Linked DNA regions of Arachis hypogaea: regions 1 and 2 are each linked to region 3. A link is a contact called in public Hi-C data. All regions are on one chromosome and are shown on one strand. The core of a region is the stretch at or near the end of the contact, and the rest is flanking DNA. Distances in the headings are between cores, read along the strand shown.

Region 1 (3,285 bases), core at 166-2,665, 150 kb before region 3:
GGATGCCCTGAGATCAGCAGCAACCTTCTTCAAATCCTCGGCGCTGCTCTTGCCATCCCAGAAGGACTCAAGAGCGAACTTGAGCTCTCTCTTGGGGCCCATGCGAGGGTATCCAACAATATGCGAAGCCATTGTTCTGTGTTCCAAAAACCACAACAAATAACAAATCAATTCTCAATGCATCTAAAACTAGACTACTAGAGTATGTTTAAAGTAAGTCATAGCATTTTTACCATGATTTAGATATAGATTTAGCTATAGCATTTCATGAATAATATGTTTTAAGTTCTAATACAAATAGATTTAGATTTTAATTGTTTGAATTATTTATCTGTAAACATAATTTATAACGGAACACTATAAAGTACGTCAAATCCACGAAGCTGACTGCTCCTAATAGAACAAATCTTAGTTATTGGTTGTTATTATTGCATGTCATGTTCAAAACGGCTTATAATTAAAATCAACTTCATAAATAAATAAAACGATAAATAACTTGAAAATCAAATCATTCTAGCGAATTAAAGCTCCTAAAAATAACACTGATCATAAGAATATTGGTGAGTTCGATTTACTAAACACCTATGTAGTAAAATTCACGTTTAAATATTATTTCTATAAGCTAAACGAGCAGAGAAGCAACTTCAAGTCAAACTAATTAGAGCAAAACACAGTGAGCAACTTCGGAATCTATACACTAAGAAAGAAGCACGATCTCGTATGAACTAGAAGCAAAATTCACGAAGAAAATACTTCGATCCGTTTCAAACACTTCGAATTCAAGAAATCAAAGTTCCGATTCACTAGATCTAAGCACTAGAGCAAGTAAACAGTGCAGATCTAAAAGCTTAAGCAAACACCGGAATCGGAAGTTATGTTTGACGTAGATCTCTAGTGAGAAGGAAGTGAAAGCGTTGAGAAAGAGAGAGAGTAATAGCGGTTACAGAAAATGAGAGCAGCGGTTGCATAGCAGTTAGAGAAGGAAAGTGTAAGAAAAATGGCAGAAACAGAGTAACGGTAGTGTGAGAGAGTGAGAGAGAGAGAGAGAAAGAATGGGTCTCATACCTTTCGGGTAGCGTTAAGATAAGAGACCAGTTCTCTGTGTAGCTTCAACTCTGAAATGAGAGAGCGTGAATTGAAGCAGAGAACAGAGTGCGAGTTTTGTGAGAGCGGGTTTCGCCTTATTTATAGCCACCACCCAGATCTGAGATTCACTTACCCCGTATTTTCTTTTTCTTTTATAAGAAAATGGAAAATTAGTAATATTTATAATTATTTTTTTAGTTGTTTTTACTTTTTGGTTTATGAAATTAATTAACGCAATGTGAAGGATTTGGAAATGGATTTTCTTGAATAGAAAATTTAAAGATATTTTTTGTGGTTGGAACACTTATGGGGGATAATTTACATGCTGCACTCTGCTGGGATCAAAATTGCAGGTGATAGACACGTGGATCAACTAATACGCGGCATCCATATTTTTTTGTTTCCCAGGTAAAAATTAAGAAAATATTACACCATCCAAAATCAATATCCTACTTAAAAAATTTTTTACCACAAAAATAAATTTATGTTTACTACAAAATATAGGAAAGAATAGTTACTTCTATCGTACTCTTAATACATAAATAATCCAGAAAAAAATAGTACTAGAAAATACTTTTTAAGTTTTTTCAAAATTTAATAAGGATAAAATATTTAAATAAATCAAAGTCATTCAAATATTATATAGATGATCCAAAGTCAAAAATCTTACGTAAATATCTCCATATGTATTATTATATAATTACGATTACAATAGTAAATCGAAATAATAAATCGAAATGAGGTGATTCGATTTACATAGAAATGTTATTTTCACTGTAAATCGAATGGAACATACTCGAATTAGGAAAACTCACAGTAAATCGAATCAAACCTATTCGATTTACATGGTGCAAGAATAAAACGAACTATACAGATTTGATTTACATGGTAAATCGAATCGACCATTGTCGATTTATTATGCATTGACCTATATGTATAAATTGAATTTGACAAATTCGATTTAGTATGAAACCAACGTATATAAATAGAAGGTGAACATGAAATCCTGATGATAGTGTAAGTCACAATAGTTAGTGAGGATAGTTTTTTAGTTTTGGTGCACTATAGAGGATTGATTAAAAAAAACGCATTCCAAAATTAAATTTACTGATAAGTATCCGCTTAGTGTTTTCCTCAAAACTTCAACGAGTTTCATCGAGTTTCGAAATACTATAATCCAAAAACTAGAGATGCAAGGCGTGAAACGGGTGGAGAAGTTATTCTATAAAATTCTGATTTTCCTGTTGTAAGATGATGTGAAGTGTAATTCCTTCGTCATAGGCAGCGACAAAGATTTGCAAGTTCTGTTCTATTGTCGTCAGCAAATTTTCGAGGTGAGGATCCCTGAGCTATTGGCTAAGTTTGTAGATGTGGTCTCTAATTCAGGAAGTTCAAACTAGAATCCTCAGCTTTCATCCACGGTAGCCTGCTTTAGTTCGATGCATGTTAGTGCCTCTTCATTTGTGCCCGTGATTGAGCCTGAGGCAGTTTTGGTTGCCTCCCCATCCTTCGCTACTAATCTAAACTGTACTCGTGACGGAGAAATAGATAATATTGGACCCTTCGGTGATATTGCGATTGCAATGACTGCTACTCCTGATGTGGTACTGGATTCCCGACAAGGTGGAGCACCAAATAGTATAGAAGATGTACTGCAGGATGATGATCATGATGATGATGTAGAGCCCACCACGATTGTCGATGATAACGATGATGACATAGCGAGGAGTACTCCAACTGGGGATGGTGGAGCGGCTAGTTCAGGAATGCAGTAGTATCATCCACACTTTTCAACTTTGGACTTGGATGCCATGAGACAGCAGGGGGCACCTGGCTTGCCTGTCAGATTTGGGGCCAGAGACACATAAGACATAGGAGGACTAGCTGAGTTCCAAGCCAGTTAGCAATTTTATGATAAAGAGGAGATCGTGCTAAGGACTTGTAGCATCCGACGTGGGGTTGAGTATAAAGTGTTGGAATCCGATTATCGCAAGTACCATGGGAAGTGTAAGAATTCGGCAACGAGTGCACATGATTTATTCGTATCAGTCTCCGCCAGCATAGAGGTATTTGGGATATAAAACGGTACAATGGACCGCATACTTGTCTGGCCACTTCGATATCTAGTGATCACAAGAGGCTTGATTACTATGTGATCTCGGCCTTCATACTGCCTATGATTAGAGTCGTTGCTGCCAT
Region 2 (3,225 bases), core at 145-2,644, 180 kb after region 3:
TGACCCCATGCACCTGAAACAGCCACAAAGAAAGGGAAAATGCGTCAAAAATTAAATTGTTATACGATCCAATCCCGTGTTAAAATCAAAACTGTTACGTGTTAGAACAGAAGACAACAAAGTCCATTCATATTGTGTGACTGTTTAAAACTTTTAATATATTGTATAAAGATTAAATGGAAAGAAAGTTTTGTAATAATAACTTGAACGAAGTTATCCGGCGGTTATCCCCTTGTAACTTCAGAGCTACAGGAATTTTGGTGAAAGAAGTCGGTAAACATTTTTATATTTTATCAAAAGCGGCTCTTTTTAAAGGCATGAAACTTGTGTCTTGGCCTGTACTACTGCTTTTTTTTTTAAAGTTGTAATTATAAAATTAAATTTAAAAAAACTAATCTTTTTTCACCAGCAATTAAATAATAAAGTAATAAATAAAATAAAATAAAAATACAAATCAAAGAAAAAGTTAATTAATTATTGATCAGAAAAATTAATCTTCAAGAACTAAATTCAACAAAATTAATCTAATAATTTATTAACAAAATAAAATTCAGATAAAAAAAGAAAGACACGCATAACAAAAAAATCTTAATTAAATTTAATTATAAAAATAATTTATTTATCCAGTATTTTTTTTAAAAAATAATAATAGAAATAAAATAAGAGAGCTTAATTACCTTGACATAGAAGAAAGGTGCAGCAAGCAGTAATGGCGGAGAAGATCTAATCACTGTCGCTGCTGCTGCTGCTGTCATGGCCATGGTCGTGGCCATGTTCGCCCTTCTTCTTATCCTTCTTCTTCTTCTTCTCACCCTCGGCACCGTCGCCGCCGTGGATCTTATCCTTGATCTTGTCTACAAGACCCTCCTTGTGTTGCTGCTCACCTGGGTGGTGCTCTTGCACGTGGCCATGTTCTCCTCCGTACACTCCTCCACTACCATGGTGCTCTCCACCAACACCAACACCACCACCACCGTAGTGCTGCTGCTGTTGGTGGTGCTCTCCCTGCTTGTACTGATCGCTGCCATGGCTCTCTCCCTTGTGCTCCTGATCTTTCTTGTTCCCTCCCATGTGGAGGGTCTCCTCGATCTTGTGCATGATTCCTGACATCTTGTTTGTTTTTCTCTTTTCTCTTCTCTGATCAAGTTTTTGTTTCTTTCTTTGTGACACACACTGTGTTTTGATCTGTTGTTTGGTGAAGGAATGGATCGTATTTATAGGCAGAGAAAGTTGAAGTACTGTTATTAATTTAGTGGATAATCGGATAAATGTGGACCACTTGATTTACGAGGAAATATCTCGAGTGTCTACGTGTACGTATATGCTAATAATAGTATAGTGTCCTGCCACTAATGCTTATAAAAGAAAAAAAATTGAGAATTAATTTCTTTGTATACTTTTCTTAAAGTGTTTTCTTATATTAGCTTTGTTTATCTACTATCTTATTAAATAATTGTTGATTAAATATTAAATAAAAATATAAAATAATAAATTTGTCTTTATTTTTAAAGATAATATAATTAAGTGATTAAATTATTTAAAATTTTTAAAATCAAAACAATAGTTTTAACTATATATATATATATATATATATATATATATATATATATATATATGTATTATTTGATCTCATTTTTCTTTAGATAAAAATGTAGCTTTCTTACCATTATGATGAATTTAGACTACATGTGATGTGGTGACACGTCCTCCGCATATAAATTGTTTTGAATTTTGATATATTTTTATATAATCAATTGTATAAACTGTGTGGTATTAATATTATCTAAAATTTAATATATACTTTTAATATTATTATCTAGAACTACTTATTATATATTTTTCTTTTCTCTATACAACTGGAGGGATAATGAATTGAATCACGAATTCCGAATTGATTAGGAGAATATTAGGCTACAGAATCTCTCATAAAGCAAACAAGTGTCAGGTGATTAACGTTGAGATAGACAGTTCAGTTGTTAAAAAGTAGGGCATTTGGAACCTGAATTGGTGTATTTTAGAGAAGCACGGCATCCATCTATTAATATAGACATATAGTAGTATCGGAAAGACACAATTAAGCTAACATTATTTTGCCATGTATTATTATGCCATAACAATATGTGTCCAAAGAGTTAGGTCTATTTGACCGGACAAATTGACAAAGTATTGCATGTAAGTATGTAACTTACGAAGAATACTGGTATCCATATGACGGAACATTGATATACTAATTTTAATGGTTAAATATAGAAATTTTATGGGCTCGATTCGTGGATCCCTCATCGGATCGGAGTAGTCCCCAACCCGGCTATCCGGGTCTCTCTCACAATCTAAATTGGTCCAATAATTCCTAATCAACATTTAAAATAAAATATTCTTTTTATCTTAGACTAATAAGATAAGATAACAAATTTCGATTATAAAAAGGGGACCAAAAGCTCATTCAAATACGACACTGATTCTTAATTCTCACCTATACCTTTCAGATCGATTCTGACTTGAACATCATAATGTTTTTGCAAGTACTATCCCCGCCGCTCCGAAGATGATTTAACTGCATCATCACCTCGACCAGCAAGTCCCTGATCCATCCTACAACCCGTACTAGTGACATTTTGTACATTGACGCCGTCTGTAGGGACTTGTCAGGTCTTAGTAACATGACAAAAGAATTCAGAAATGGTTCTTGAGCCATCACCACAAACCAGACCCACCAAATACAACACATGAGCTACGAAACGACGACCCCCCACCAAATCACAGGAGGCCAGGATAACCAGCGCAGTGCACCACCAACCAACCCTTGACAGATAGCAAGCACAAGAAGATGACCGCCAACTCGAGAAGACCAGAACAACCAACGGCCTAGGAGAGATTGTGATCCAGATAATTCAAGAGCTCTCTGAAAGAGTCTAAACTCTAGAGGGCAGAGTCACTTTCAAAGAGTGATATCAGCCGGAACACACAAGCCAAGCGACTACGAAAAGCCGATCGCGGCGAGAAATTAGGAGCGAAAAGTCACCTGATAGGCGTCATAGCAAACACTAGAATCACATCATTTTTCGAGAGCTAGAGCACCGACGTGATGACGACGATAGAAGGCACCGGCGAGACCCTACAAGGACAAGGAGCGAGCACGTGATAATAGGAACTACCCCATTCACCGAGAAGATCCTAAAAGCCAAGTTACCAAAAGGTTTCGACAAACCAACCGATATAAGGCAT
Region 3 (2,961 bases), core at 99-2,598:
AAATATATATATAATTTTTACTGATTATTAATCTAACTCAATTTATTACAGCCTCCCAACCCCACTCACACCCTAAACCCTTTGATTTTTTCCATTCATCATTTTATTATTTGTTTTGCAGCTTTAAAATTTGAAAAAACTAACCTTTTCGGCTTTAAAATTTTCTTTTTAATTTTTTTTATAAATTTTTGTTTTATAAGATATTCAATTACTCAAACTAAATCAATCCATTCTTAATGGATTTGGTTTGGTTAGGATAAAACAAAAAAAAATACACATAAATCCAAATCAACTATAATTCAATTACTTCCGTTCTTACCTTGGACAAACACGACTGGTGAACACACGTATTTAGCAGTTTAAACTTTAAAATAAGAAATTTAAACATTATCTGTGAAACACGATCTTCACCTTTGAGTAACAAGAGCCTCAAAACTTCGCAGTGTCCTTGTTTAGCAGCGACGTGGATGGGTCCAAATGTCGAAGTTTCTTGTCTTTCTATGTTGGCCTTGTGAGCTAATAGAAGCTCAGCTATTAAGGCTGCACCTGAAGATGCTGCAGCCTCTAGTGGCGTTGATCCAGAACCGTTTCGCGCCTCTAAGTTAGCCTCAAATTCTAGTAGCAACTGAACAACATCCGCTCTCTTCCGCGAAATCGCCAAATGGAGCAACGTTTCGCCGTTCGAGTCGATCGAATCAACCGCTTTCCACGAGGGATCGCTCCGTTCTAGAACTTCTCTTATGTCATCCATGGAACCATGATCATCTCCAATGAGCTTAACCAGAATTGTGGATCCAAGAAACACGATCTTGATGCCGGTATCCACGAAGACTTGCTTCTTTTTCGCCGAGAACCACTCGCTTGGGACACAATCAACCATGGAGGAAGGTTCATTGATGGCTGCGCCAGGGACCACACAACTGTGGAGGAGGAAAGTGTCTTTGGAGCGAGGGAAAGAGTCCGGCAGCGTCGATCCTTGTGGGAGATTGTAGGATATTTCCACGGTGAGTGTAGATAATGGAGATATGATTCCTGAATGTGGCTTCACTGTGTAGCGACATTTTATTTGTGGTTGGAGGTTGAAAGCCACTGGCATGGTGTGCATGACGTTGCATAGGGTGACATGACCATGGCACTTTTGATTTGGTTCAATTCTTATTGAGATTGTGTTTGATGGGTCTAATTTTATGAGCCTGTCCATGGTTCTGTTTTAAGGAACCGAAGAAGAAGATTTGATGGTTGTGTGCTTCAATTTTAAGGTGAGAAAGGCAATGGATGGTTATATGGGCCGGCTCTTCTAAGATTGTGGGATGTAGAAAACAATGGTGACTTGTTCTATCTATTCGGTCGGTGTTTGAACTTGATAACTAAGTGAAAACAGAGTTGTATAAAATAAAGAGGGGGTTTGTCGCCTATTTTTGTGTTGTTCTTTTGCACATCACGATCACTGTGAAGGGCCAATGTTGTTGTCAAATTGCTTTTGTTTAAAGGGTTTTGTTATGTTTAATATAATGTATGAGATATAATGACGATCTACACTTTATTTTATTGGATGCAAGTAGATCTCATTTAAATGAAATGTCTTATTTATAATAGTTACTTAGTATATAGCTGCAAGTTGACATACTATTCCACACTTTTTATTTACAATATATATTATATTTCTTAATTTTAAAGAATCATGACACTCGGTGATGCATTTTTCTTTCTTCTTTCCTTATTTTCTATATGTTTATGGGAAAGTCACACTGAGAATTAGATTATATATATCTTTATATATGATTTTGGGAAATCAGTTCAAGGTGGCCTGGTTTGCCATTTGGAAAAACAGCACAAATTTTTATACGAAGTCCTAGTGGCCAAGGAAGAGATTTGGGGGTACATTGGTTTGACTGGCCAACCATAGTGACATCTTTTAAATAATTTAGTACTGTAATGTTGCTTTCTACTTGTAGCAATAGTTGATTATGTCTATTTTATATGACGGACTCATGGACAAAGCAAGTAGCCTAAGGTTAAACCATATGATCACCCGTTGTAGATATTTGGAATTTTGCAAAACCACACCATCGTTGATTGATATGGGACCAGAGCGTCATTATCTATACTCGAGACATATCAATTCTAGTCGTTGGCTTAGTTCCCTTTGCATTTTGTTGTGCCAAATAAAGTTGGCCAGTTCTAGACTGTGTTGGATAAAAGCACATAATATTGAAATTATTGAATAGTTGCTTAAATACATACATATTTTTTAAATAATGTGAAAATTAATTTATATGTAAGTATTTTAGTTGGTTAATTTTTAGCTAGATACTTGATGATTTTAGTAAGTTGATTAGTGCCAACTGCCAAGCCCATCTATATTTATATCTTTCATTTGCACGTAATTAACAAAAAAATATGTAACCAAGACATAAAAGAAGGAAAAAATAATTTATCTAATATTTAATTAGTGCTAATAGCTATGCCGAAGGTATAAAAGAGACCTGAAAGATTTGCTTGAAAAGATATTTTTTATGTTATTTTTCTAATATTTTTTTTATGCGTTGAATTAGAAAATATAAAATTGATGTATTATTATTGTCTTCTTATTTTTTCGTCCTTTAATATTTGGGGAAAAAATTAAAATCGTCTTCGATCTTTTTTTGTTATTAAAATCATTTTCGACGTTACAAAACGTTATAAAATCGTCATTTTCTACTTCAATTATATTTTTTTTACCAAATTATCCTTAACTATTAATAAAAATAATAATAAAAAAAATAAAATCTCATCCCACTGCACTCCCCAGCATCTCTTCGTCTCTTCCTCCCACCCCACCCCCAAAATGTTGCTAAGACGGGAGGAGATGAAAGCAAGTTCTTAAAATGTTGAAAAGCTGCTTCACATTTTTCTGTCCATACAAATTTCACATCTTTTCTCATTAATTTAAATAATGGTTTGGCTTTTACTACTGAAGCT

Evidence for each region. A called contact is a pair of places that touch in the nucleus more often than the background predicts.
Region 1: a Hi-C map of leaf shows a contact between it and region 3, with 4 times the contacts expected there. The contact joins the promoter of LOC112696942 here to the promoter of LOC112696941 in region 3. A contact is called at or near these places in 3 of 8 Hi-C or Micro-C datasets (all in leaf).
Region 2: a contact with region 3 is called in a Hi-C map of an unstated tissue, with 7 times the contacts expected there. The contact joins the promoter of LOC112696940 here to the promoter of LOC112696941 in region 3. A contact is called at or near these places in 2 of 8 Hi-C or Micro-C datasets (leaf and an unstated tissue).

What each region holds. Positions count from the first base shown.
Region 1 is chr6:92,466,499-92,469,783 of arahy.Tifrunner.gnm2.J5K5, reverse strand. It overlaps LOC112696942 (5-methyltetrahydropteroyltriglutamate--homocysteine methyltransferase), which reads right to left and starts at 1,415. Exons shown (of 12, transcript XM_025749903.3): 1 at 1,066-1,415; 2 at 1-136. The coding sequence starts at 132.
Region 2 is chr6:92,138,283-92,141,507 of arahy.Tifrunner.gnm2.J5K5, reverse strand. LOC112696940 reads right to left here and starts at 1,394. Exons shown (of 2, transcript XM_025749901.3): 1 at 678-1,394; 2 at 1-13. The coding sequence starts at 1,110. The coding sequence ends at 724.
Region 3 is chr6:92,318,215-92,321,175 of arahy.Tifrunner.gnm2.J5K5, reverse strand. LOC112696941 (protein VAPYRIN) reads right to left here and starts at 1,348. Exons shown (of 3, transcript XM_025749902.3): 1 at 412-1,348. The coding sequence starts at 1,201.